3 separate regions of the Mus musculus genome follow, and regions 2 and 3 are each linked to region 1. The links are chromatin contacts, called in public Hi-C and promoter capture Hi-C maps. All regions are on one chromosome and are shown on one strand. The core of a region is the stretch at or near the end of the contact, and the rest is flanking DNA. Distances in the headings are between cores, read along the strand shown. Region 1 holds the start of Rnaseh2c (ribonuclease H2, subunit C). Region 2 holds the start of Sptbn2 (spectrin beta, non-erythrocytic 2). Region 3 holds the start of Map4k2 (mitogen-activated protein kinase kinase kinase kinase 2).

Region 1 (3,630 bases), core at 476-2,975:
CACAGAAAAACCCTGGCTCAAAAACAAAAACAACAAAAAACAAAACAAATTTTAAGGTCTGTACATGGTTGGTGGCAGAATTCCGCAGAAAAGATCCATACACATCTTAGCAGAGTCAAATCAGCAGCTTCAGTTAGACCACACGCTTGTCAGAGCAGCTGAGTCCCTTTGATAGTTGAAAGGTACAGCTAAGAGCTATTATTCGGGCTATTGATTAGTGGTTCAGGCTGGGAAAGCCCACTGGAACGTATGAGATGGCTTGACAATGGGTGTAAGGAGGTACAATATGTGCAGTGTGAGCTGGTGGGGCATGTGCAGTGAGCTGGTGGGGCATGTGCAATGAGCTGGTGGGGCATGTGCAGTGTGAGCTGGTGGGACATGTGCAGTGAGCTGGTGGGACATGTGCAGCGTGAGCTGGTGGGGCATGTGCAGTGAGCTGGTGGGGCATATGCAGTGAGCTGGTAGGACATGTGCAGTGTGAGCTGGTAGGACATGTGCAGTGAGCTGGTGGGGCATGTGCAGTGAGCTGGTGGGGCATGTGCAGTGAGCTGGTGGGGCATGTGCAGTGTGAGCTGGTGGGGCATGTGCAGTGTGAGCTGGTGGGAAATACAGCGCAGCTGGAAGGATTACTTGGAGACCAACAGTGAAATATTATTTGCTGGAATCTCCAAGTCTTAAGGCATGGAGACAGGCCAGGGGCAGTGTGTTTCCCTTGAGGTTTGAGCAGCCAGGCCCTGCCCTCAAGACTTCTCTAATCATTATGTCCAGCCCCACTGGAAATTAACCAGGCCCTGCCTTAAGGAAAAAACAAAACAAAACAAAACAAAACAAAACAAAACAAAACAAGCCAGGCATAGTGGCGCAGGCCTTTGATCCCAGCACAGGAGAGGCAGAGGCAGGCGGATTTCTGAGTTCAAGGCCAGCCAGGTCTACAGAGTGAGTTCCAGGACAACCAGGGCTACACAGAGAAACCCTATCTCAAACAAACGAACAAACAAAGAAAAGAAAAAACAAAACAACAAAACCCACCCAAGATGAAGCCACAGATTGCATCAGTCCCTGAGCTGCCCCAACATCAGGTTGCAAAATCCTTCCATTCTCAGAGCACTCTGGATAGTTCTGCCCCATCTCCAAAACCCTCCTGCTCCGTTCTTTGCTGCTTCTGAGCAGAGACAGCCGCCTTCCCTCCTGTCTCTTTTCCAATAACTCTCTTATGTGAGGTTTGTTGTAGGATGTGATTTCGTAGTATTTTTGGCTCCCAACTGCCAGGATACCTTTCTCCTCAGAGCTGTAACATTTACACTGGTTTTAGAGTCAAGTCAGGGGTCGGGTGTTCTTTCTTTGGCCTTTTTTCCCTACAGGATGGTAGTCCTAGAGCACGTGCTTAATATGTCCAAGGCCCTGAGTCCAATCCTCATCACCACCAAAAATAGTTTGTCAGACAACCTATTTAAATAGGACTCTTCTAGGAATCCGTTCAGTTTTTTGTTGTTGTTTGCTTGCTTTCAAACGACAAAAACCATAAAAATATTAGGGCTGGGTGGGCACGGTGGCGCAAGCTAAACCCCAGCACTGGGAAGTGGAGGCACAAGAATGAGATCACACATAAAGACTTGAGCACAGGAAGGCAGGTGCTTACAGAGAACAGCCAGAGAAAAGACTACGTTTCCCATAAGGCTCTGCATCTAGTGTGCTCGGTCTCCCGACAGGCCCTGCGTTCCTCACCCGCCAGCTTTTGCCTGAACCTTACAAGCTTCTGAGATGAAGAACCCGGAGGAAGCGGCAGACGGGAAACAGCGTATTCACCTGCGCCCTGGCTCGCTGCGTGGTGCCGCACCGGCTAAGCTGCACCTCCTGCCCTGCGACGTTCTAGTCAGCCGGCCGGCCCCGGTAGATCGCTTCTTCACGCCCGCCGTCCGCCACGATGCAGACGGTGAGTCCGAGCAGGCCCCGCGGCTCTCGGGCTTCGTGGCCCGCGGCAGACGCCACCCGTACATCCTCCCGTGGCCAGGCTGGCCTGATGGCTTTGCATGTCCCTCCTGCAGGGCTACAGGCGTCGTTTCGCGGTCGCGGCCTGCGGGGCGAGGAGGTAGCTGTGCCGCCAGGGTTTGCGGGATTCGTGATGGTGACGGAGGAGAAGGGAGAGGGGTTGATAGGGAAACTGAACTTCTCCGGGGACGCGGAGGACAAAGCGGACGAGGCGCAGGAGCCGCTGGAGCGGGACTTCGTGAGCAAAGGGAGATGGTAGGTTTGGGGTGAGGGCAGTAGCTGCTGTCCCGAGTCTCAACCCGGCCTTTTCCAGGACCGCCTTATCGGGGCCACCGGCAGCTTCAGCCATTTCACCTTGTGGGGTCTGGAAACGGTCCCGGGTCCAGATGCCAAAGTGCATAGGGCCCTAGGTTGGCCCAGCCTCGCAGCAGCGGTACGTATACTCAGGAGCCCTTTTCCTCCTCAGACTTGGTCAGTCCTTCTATCCGATTTGAATAGTGTCTCTAGTGATTTGGGGGCTTTAGGGCAATAAACACCACGGGGATCATGGCTCCGGAGGCCCAAACTCCCAGTGGTGGGGGGCATTCCCCACTTTTCTCTTAGACGAGGCTATCACCCTGAGCAGCTGGGTCCCCACCCAACTGCTGTGTATTATAAGTCACAAAGTAGAAGTGACTCCTGTTGCAGATTCACGCCCAGGTCCCTGAGGACTGAGAACCAGATCATGAGAATGACAGTCACAGATCCCTTCTCACCACTTGGAGCGACTGTTTCTATCCCAATAAATGAGATCTTCACAATGCCTGAGTCTGTGGGCACCTTAGCACCCTGAAGCTGCCATTACATGGCACCCAGTTTGGTAAGAACTCCTGATAGCTCTGCCTATATAAACAATTTATTTCTGGGGGCAAGAGGGGCCAGAACTTTGCAACCAGCGCCCACCCCACCCTCCAGCTCCTCCTTTATAAAAGAAATTTTTACAATCACCGGTCCTGTACAGAATGCTCCCCACCCATCTTAATGTACACAGCTGCCTGGATCCCTTTGGTCCACGTGTTCAGAGCGGACCTGGGCCAGTAAGCCAGTTATCCTCGGAGTTGGCCTAGACCTGAGCTTGCCTTGGCACTGGCCACTAGTGGGCCCCTCCTAGGCCTCTTCTCCTCTTGGGTCTGTTCTTCGGCCTGTCTCACTTTGCGTGCCTCTTCGAAGCTCAAATGGGACAAGACAGGGTGCTAGCCATGGTTCGGCCAGCTCTCGTGGTATGGCAATGGGTAGTGTGTGTCACCACTTTCCTCTCTTGCTCCAGTCTTTGGGAGTGAAGTGCAGACACTTGGAGTCAATCCGAAGGAGCCGCTTGAGCATAGCCCGCTCATGCCCATCCACGATGTCTTCTGACAGAGTTAGGATATACTGGCCCTGAGCAAGAGATAGAGCCAGCTCATGTCAGCTCAGAGCCTGCATCCATATCTCATCTATCCCCTGAGCATGCCTCCTAACCTTGTAGTAATTGATGAGGTTGAGATACTGCAGTGTGGAGATGACATCTTCTTTCTTGATACTAGTGATTTCACTGATCTCACTGTGGGGGTGGAAGTGGGGGAAAGTTCAGTCCCCTGAAGATATTCATCTGTCCCCAGAAAC
Region 2 (3,630 bases), core at 391-2,890, 890 kb before region 1:
TTTGAACTCCGGACCTTTGGAAAAGCAGTCGGGTGCTCTTACCTGCTGAGCCATCTCACCAGCCCCCCTAAGTACAGATTTAAGGACATGCTACAAAACCAGGTTTGTTGGTTTGTTTGGAGACAAGTCTCACTTTGTAGTCCAGGCTGATCCTCTAACCTTCAAGCTTCAGCCTACTGGGTGCTTGGCTTAATTGTGTGAACCAGCACTCACAGTTCCCAAGTAGATATTAACCTCAGGGCATCCAACTCCAAGGCCAATGCTGCCCCTGGTACTAGGGATTGAACTCAAGGCCTTGTGCAAGGCCACTGATCGACCACTGGGCTACCCCAGACCCCAAATCTATACTTTTAATTCTTCTGCCCTACTCTTTCTCTGAACAGACTAAGAATCACAAGATAAGGAGTCTCTGCCGTAAGTTAACTTGGTTAATTTGGACTTCCACTTAGGTGTCTGAATATCATTTTGATTATTAATAAGAGTGAAAATTAGAATGCTTTTAAGGTTTTTCAAAAGATTGTGCAATACTGGAATGAAGAATTAATTTAAAAACACTATTCTTTTGGTCAATCACAAGACCTAATATCACCCTTGCCTACTCTAACCACAACCTAACAGGCTGTCTCTGAGACCCTCAGTTCCCAGAATCCTGAGCCACAGAAACGAAAGGTTTGCAGTTTGCCTGATGCTGAGCTGATTCCCATCTCATCATCAGTTTTAATGTCTCCTGGCCATGTTTCCATGACGACTATCATGTACAGCTTGGCCTAGTCCTGAACATCCTGACTACTCCGGCTCTGGGGTCAGGAGAAGCTCATGTTTACACTGCTGGATGGAGTGAGGTAGTTTTTTTGTTTTGTTTGTAATTACAAATTCTTGGCTGGCCTGGAATTCCCATGTAGAGCAGGCTGGCTTTGAACTCAGGATTTGCCTGTCTCTGCCTCTTTCTGAACTCTGGGATTAAAGGCGTAGCACATTCTACATAAGTGACTTTTTAAAAATCATAAACACCCTGAAATACAGTTTACAGAAGGCTAAATTCCCGTTTAATGATAGAATCTCAGATCTGATTAGCAGTTTAACAAAACTCCCCAGTCCCTCCCCAACCCACTTTATACACGAGGAAAACCAGGGCCAGATGGATAAAACAATGCAACTGTTTGGTGGTGGTAGCAAGGTTTTGTTTTACTTTACAGATTTTTTAAAACTACATTGAACACAGTGATCTTACTCTGTGAAAATCATACCTGAAAAGTAGTGTGATTACATGTAGCTGTTTTAGATATGCATACCTTCCCAGAAAGAAGCAAAATGGTAAAATTTAGTTAACGATAAAGCTATTTTAATACCCTAAGCTCAATAATTCACTGAAAGAACATTCTTTTTGTGGTCCTTTCTTGTCCATCTCAGGCATTCCTAGTGTATGAAAGGGCCTAGCTCTTCTCAGGAGTATAGAACCCAAAGGCTTGCTACAAAAATCCATCTTTTTTTTTTTTTTTTTTTTTTTTTCTCCCTTCTGGTACCTCCCTGAGCTTAGTTAGCTCTCCAATCTGGAGGAACAGTACTTTCAGAGCTGGAGTGGGGGTGGGAGTGTCACATGACATAACGCACTTTTAGCACCCACTGCTAGCACCCACTCTGTGCATTTGCTCTGATTTGGGCATATTTCCTTCCTCTCCTAGGCAGATAGCAGCTCACCTTGGTTAATGCCATTAAACCGTAGACCACTCAGCTGCTAATAAACCAGGAAGAAACCCGGCCGTGCTAGGACTAGAAATGTCCATCCCTGCCCCCAACCCCCTTAAGACAGTGACTAGGCCGGAATTCTCCTGGTTGATAAATGAGAGGAGCTGAGGAGCCGCTGTGATGACGGTTCCGAGAATCTGATTTGTGAGAAGGCGAATCTCCAGGAGCACCATGGAGATGCTTTTGGAAAGCGGGCCAGCCTACCTGCCAGAAGGAGGACGAGAGAAAGGGGGCAAGGCAGAGAGAAACGCTTAAGCGAGATGGCCTGGAGGTGCCCCAAAAGGGACCTTTGAAAAGGAAACGGAGGCCGCATCTCGGGGAAACCTCGGAGGTAAGTGACATTTAAAGGGGTTGCGCATCCAGGCAAAGGCGCGACAGAGACAAAGGTGGAATTCCAAACTGGGAAGAATAAGCCTGGTTAACTGTGGGTGGTACCCAGACGCCCAAGGGTGTCGCGGGGCTGGCGAGGACCGGAAGGTGGGGGTCAATCGGGGCATCCACGCGGAAGACAGTGGGGGGTCGGGAACTGGCGAAGGAGCGAACGTCCTGCGTTTGCCCCGGGGAAGGTCAGAGACCCCCTACCGGAGAACTACTGCAGGAACCTAGAGGGGCCGCGGTTGCCATGACGCCGGGTGGGGAGGGGGATGACTCGCGCCCCGCCCCAAGCCCCGCGGGGCCGCGAGCTCCAGATGGTCCCGGGCCTCCCGCGGGAGCCGACGGCCTGCGGCAGGGGGAGGCTATTGTCCTCCTTCCGCGGCGCCGCAGTCCCGCCGCTCGCGCCCGCGCGCAGCCGCCACGCGCCCCGCGGCCGCCGGCCCCGCGCGCCCCCCGCGCCGCTCGCGCCCTGTGACAGCGCCCTCCTGCCGTGCGCCCTGGGCCGCCCCGCCACCGCCGCCAGTAACCTCCCGCAACCACCCCTCGCGACCGGGCTGTGGGCGCGGCGACAAGTGTGCCCCCACTAGCCGCGCTCCCCGTGCCCGGCAGGCGCTCCGCACCCAGGTAGGTGCAGCCGGCGCCCCGGCCCGCTTTGTCCCGGCCGGCAAGGAGGCGCGCTTTGTGCGGCCGCGTGCAGGCGGCGGGGTCGGTCCTGGGGAGCTCAGGAGGGAGGATGCGACGCCGAGTTCCCGGGTCCTGTGCGGGACACCCAGGTATCGCTGTGAAGATTCTGGGGGCCGAGGCTTGGGGCACGCGGACCTCTATGGAGCGCAGAGAAGAGTCTGGAAGAGTTGGGCTGACAGACGCGCTGATGGATCGGGGTCGCCTGGGCTCGGAGCGCTTCTGGCAGCGCATGTTTTTAGCGGTGCGTCGGTTCCTGCGGCGGACCGGCCAGTGCTGGTAGTGGGACTGGGGACGCACTAGGTCTGCCTGGGGCCTGTGAATACCCAGCTTCATCTAGCTCCGCAGCTTGTTGGCTATGGTGCTGCGTGGGCTTTTCCTCCCCACTGTGGTAGCTATAGCTCCATGCTTCCTTTTAGGGCTCTCATTGATAAGAGAAGTGGACACGGTTGGTGGAAATGGCTGTAGCTGCTTGAGAGGATAAAACCTCTTCGGGCAGTGAGGAAGTGTTGTGTAAGGTGTTTCTGGAGCCCCTGTACATTTACAGGCCTGTGGATTCTGCCTGTCACACAACTACCCAGCAAGGCTGCCTGACTGGGGTTCCAATTCTAGCTCCACATTCCATAAACACCATCTACTTTGGCTCCAGCCTCCTGCACCCCAGGAGCCCATGCATGACACTGCATGCTTGTCTGAGATGCAGGTTTGATTTCTCCGTGGGCTGTTTCTCAGCTGTCTTCCCCCATTACAATTCCAATTTTAAGAGCCTGTGTTTGTAGGTATTGTCAGTAGATATCCGCTACCCAGTTTCTCTTTAAGGTGAGGAGA
Region 3 (3,630 bases), core at 291-2,790, 740 kb after region 1:
CAGGAGCTGAGCCTAGAGGTCCCACGGATGATCCTCAGCCTTTCACTTGGCTTGCGCTTTTGCTCAGGTGCGGCAGAAGGTGCACATAGTTAGCCGGGAAGCAGAGGCGGCCGAGGCTGAAGAACCATGGGGGGATGAAGCCCGAGAAGGCCGTCGGCGTGGTCCCCGAAGAGAGTCCAAGCCTGAGGAGCCACCACCACCCAAGAAGCCTGCATTGGACAAGGGCCCGGGCTCAGGACAAAGTGCAGGGTCGGGACCACCTAGGAAAACGTCAGGGACTGTCCCAGGTACTACCCGCGGTGGCCAGGAAGTCGGCAATGCTGCTCAGGCTCCAGCACCTGCAGCATCGCCACCCCCAGAGGGCCCAGTGCTCACTTTCCAGAGTGAGAAGATGAAAGGCATGAAGGAGCTACTGGTGGCCACCAAGATCAACTCGAGCGCCATCAAGCTGCAACTCACGGCACAGTCGCAAGTGCAGATGAAGAAACAGAAAGTGTCCACACCCAGCGACTACACACTCTCTTTCCTAAAGCGGCAGCGCAAGGGCCTCTGAACTCTGATTCTGTGGCAAGGCCCCAGGCCTGCCCTCACTCCCAGCAGGCTTCACCCTCATCCTCTAATTCAAGCCTAGACTCCGCCCTCAGTCCTAGGGGACCCAGAGCTGTCCTGCAGTGACTAGGAGCCTTCATTTAGCCCCTCTTCAGGCCCCAGAGCCCTGGCTCAGTTCTTAGAATGTAGGTGTCATCCCCACCAGCCGGCCAATTGGAACCTCATTGTAGGTCCAATCCCCCGAAATTCAGTGGACCATGACAGGAGCCCAAGTCACGCCTGAACAGTAGGGCATTCCTCCCACTTGGGGGCTAGATTGACCTTAGCCCCAGAGCACAGTTGCTACCTGGAAACCAAGGACCATTCAGTCCCTAGGGGTAGATTTCCGCACTTTATATAGAGTTCCATCCTTTGGGAATCCAAATCCCTTACCCCAAAGAACTTACATATTGCTGCCCGAATTTGGAAATCTTCCTCGTCTCCCTAGCCCCTGAGTACAGGACATGAAGCTCCGACTCTTATCTGTGAATACTGAGCCTCGCCCCCTTCCTGACCAAACTGGCGCAAGAACAGAGCAGGACCTCTTCCAGCCCTCTGGGAACCTCCCTGAGGTCCCAGGAGGAAATCTGCACGGGGTGGGGGAGGGCCAGCCTCTTCCTGTTTTGTACATAGATTTATTTTTCAGTTCCAAGAAAGATAAATGCATTTTGTTAAGAAAAAAGAGAGATGTATGTATGTGTTTCATCTGAGAAATCGGGGATGGGGCGGGAGTGGATATCTGCTTTTGCTGTTTTAGGATTTTGAACTTTATGCTCTGCACCTGTAGCGCGGCGAGAATTGGGAGGGGTACCTAAGCTCCGCCCCTGCTTCTGGGACTTCCCCGCGCAACCAGGGCGCCTCCTCTCGGCCAGGCGGGCGGCGGGGCAGCCCCGGGCTGGCCCCGCCCCGGGCTGGCCCCGCCCCTACGGCCTCCGAGTCTCGGCGCTGCCCCTGCCTGCCCGCTCGCTTCGCCCCGCCCCACCCCGCGCCGCTCCGCGCCGGCTCCGCAGCTTGCGCCCGCCGGCGGGTCCGGCGCCGGGCCATGGCGCTGTTGCGGGACGTGTCGCTGCAGGATCCGCGGGACCGCTTCGAGCTGCTACAGCGTGTGGGGGCCGGGACCTATGGCGACGTTTACAAGGTGCGCTGAGCGGGGCTGCGGGACGGGCGGGAGCGCAGGAGGAGGGTGCATCTTCACGTCCCGCCGCGGGAACCCCGGCCCCGCCCCCTCCTCACCCCGCTTCTCGCCCCTAGGCCCGTGACACCGTCACGTCCGAACTGGCCGCGGTGAAGATCGTCAAGCTAGACCCAGGTGTGGGCCCGGGTGGGGCCTCTGTGCTCCTGGGAGGCGGGCGGGTGAGCTGGCGGGGGCAGAGAGTTAACATTTTCTAGACCCCCCCGTGAAGCCGACCCCAGGAGAAACTAAGGTTTGGCACCTGCTCGGCAAGGAGAGAAATACTCTATGCTCATTTTGCACATAGGGACAGAGTCTAGGCTATTCGTTCCCCCCCCCCCCCCATAATGCCTTGTGCTCCCCAGGGGACGACATCAGCTCTCTTCAGCAGGAAATCACCATCCTTCGTGAATGCCGCCACCCCAATGTCGTGGCCTACATCGGCAGCTACCTCAGGTGAGGTTGTTTATCCTCTTACCCTCTTGTGCCTTGCATTGTGCCACCCCAGCTCTCTGTCTCCCCAGGAATGACCGATTGTGGATCTGTATGGAGTTCTGTGGAGGAGGGTCACTGCAGGAGATTTACCACGGTGAGATCCAGACTCCATGGACATGGCCTTTCCCGATCCCAACATAGGGGTAGGAAGGCATCCTTCTGGCTGCACTTGGACTCCTCTTAGCTTCTGACTGGCTGTGTGACCTTGAGAGAAATACTATCCTCCTCTGGGCTCAGTTTCCCAGCCTGAGTCTGGAAGAAATTTGGCTAACATCACTTTGCTGTAGTGGTGCCTGCTGCTCCCCACTCTGCAGGGTGGGTAGGGAGGGTCAGCATATCCCTCAGGCTCTTTCTCTTCAGCCCCCATTCTGTATGTTTCAGCCACTGGGCCCCTGGAAGAACGGCAGATTGCCTATGTTTGCCGGGAGGCACTGAAGGTATGGGGCTCATAGGCAGCACCCATTTTGGAATCCTCAGGAGTGTGGGCCCAACACATCTGGCCAGTGGGAGATTGGGACCTTGGGATGGGCTGACTCAGGGGGTGGAGGTCCTAGCAGGAGGGGGCCCCCCAGTTCTGTTGCCGGAAGCAGCCTATTTCCCTCTTGGCTCATTCACTTCCTGCTTGGGGAGAGGGGTGGAGGAAGCAGCTTGGGTGGGGGGCCCAGTCCTGAGGAGGGGCTCAGAAGAGATAATTAGTGCAAAGCAGCTGTCCTCAGAGACTTCTGTTTGTCTCCAGGGGCTCCACCACCTGCATTCTCAGGGGAAAATTCACCGAGACATTAAGGTAGGGGGTCAGCCAAGGGCATGGTTCAAATGAGGAGGAAGCCGCCAGGCACCTGACACAATCCTTTCTGTGTGTTCCCCCAACAGGGTGCCAACCTTCTGCTCACTCTGCAGGGTGATGTCAAGCTGGGTCAGTACCCGGGGGACACTCAGGGACCATAGAACTGAGTGCTGGAGATCCCAGTCACTTTACTGTTTGAGCCTCAGTGTCCCCATTTAGAAGATGTAGCATTATTGCCTGCCAGTAGTTGGCTGTATGAGATTGGCTGGGGAGGGATCTGACATGGCATTGTTTTTAGAGATGGAAGGGTGGGGACCCCTCTCAGAAGAGGGGCCTGGCCTGGCTTGGTACAGTTGTGGCTGGACCCAAGCCCTACCTGGTATAGCCTGGGCCCTGGGGTGGGAGGTAAGTGAGGCCCTGGGTCTGGTAAGAGTTCTTTTCTGCAGCGGACTTTGGGGTGTCAGGCGAGCTGACAGCATCTGTGGCCAAAAGACGTTCTTTCATTGGCACTCCATACTGGTGAGATGGTGCCCTGGCAATAGGGGTGGTGGGCACAAGGAGGGCATCTGGCCATCTCGTATGTGACCCTGAT

Evidence for each region. Promoter capture Hi-C pulls out the DNA fragments that hold promoters and counts their contacts. Hi-C and Micro-C count contacts between places; a contact is called where the count stands out from the background.
Region 2: a promoter capture Hi-C map of liver shows a contact between it and region 1, with 2.5 times the contacts expected there. The contact joins the promoter of Sptbn2 here to the promoter of Rnaseh2c in region 1. A contact is called at or near these places in 2 of 39 promoter capture datasets (both in liver) and 1 of 115 datasets of contacts at active chromatin or transcription factors (pancreatic cancer cells).
Region 3: a contact with region 1 is called in a Hi-C map of B cells, with 12 read pairs. The contact joins the promoter of Map4k2 here to the promoter of Rnaseh2c in region 1. A contact is called at or near these places in 6 of 39 promoter capture datasets (cranial neural crest, erythroid cells, hippocampal neurons and 2 more), 2 of 484 Hi-C or Micro-C datasets (B cells and CD8 T cells), 6 of 115 datasets of contacts at active chromatin or transcription factors (astrocytes, bone marrow-derived macrophages, embryonic forebrain and 3 more) and 3 of 9 other capture datasets (adipose tissue, liver and macrophages).

What each region holds. Positions count from the first base shown.
Region 1 is chr19:5,600,148-5,603,777 of GRCm38.p6, forward strand. Rnaseh2c (ribonuclease H2, subunit C) reads left to right here and starts at 1,726. Exons shown (of 4, transcript NM_026616.2): 1 at 1,726-1,933; 2 at 2,046-2,227; 3 at 2,303-2,422; 4 at 2,677-2,812. The coding sequence starts at 1,762. The coding sequence ends at 2,703. It overlaps Kat5 (K(lysine) acetyltransferase 5), which reads right to left. Exons shown (of 14, transcript NM_178637.2): 13 at 3,487-3,568; 14 at 2,867-3,405. The coding sequence ends at 3,271.
Region 2 is chr19:4,709,568-4,713,197 of GRCm38.p6, forward strand. It overlaps Sptbn2 (spectrin beta, non-erythrocytic 2), which reads left to right and starts at 1,641. Exons shown (of 37, transcript NM_021287.2): 1 at 1,641-2,077.
Region 3 is chr19:6,339,620-6,343,249 of GRCm38.p6, forward strand. It overlaps Map4k2 (mitogen-activated protein kinase kinase kinase kinase 2), which reads left to right and starts at 1,541. Exons shown (of 32, transcript NM_009006.3): 1 at 1,541-1,726; 2 at 1,840-1,897; 3 at 2,125-2,215; 4 at 2,284-2,348; 5 at 2,636-2,691; 6 at 2,991-3,038; 7 at 3,125-3,167; 8 at 3,485-3,557. The coding sequence starts at 1,631. It overlaps Men1 (multiple endocrine neoplasia 1), which reads left to right. Exons shown (of 10, transcript NM_001168489.1): 10 at 68-1,275. The coding sequence ends at 553.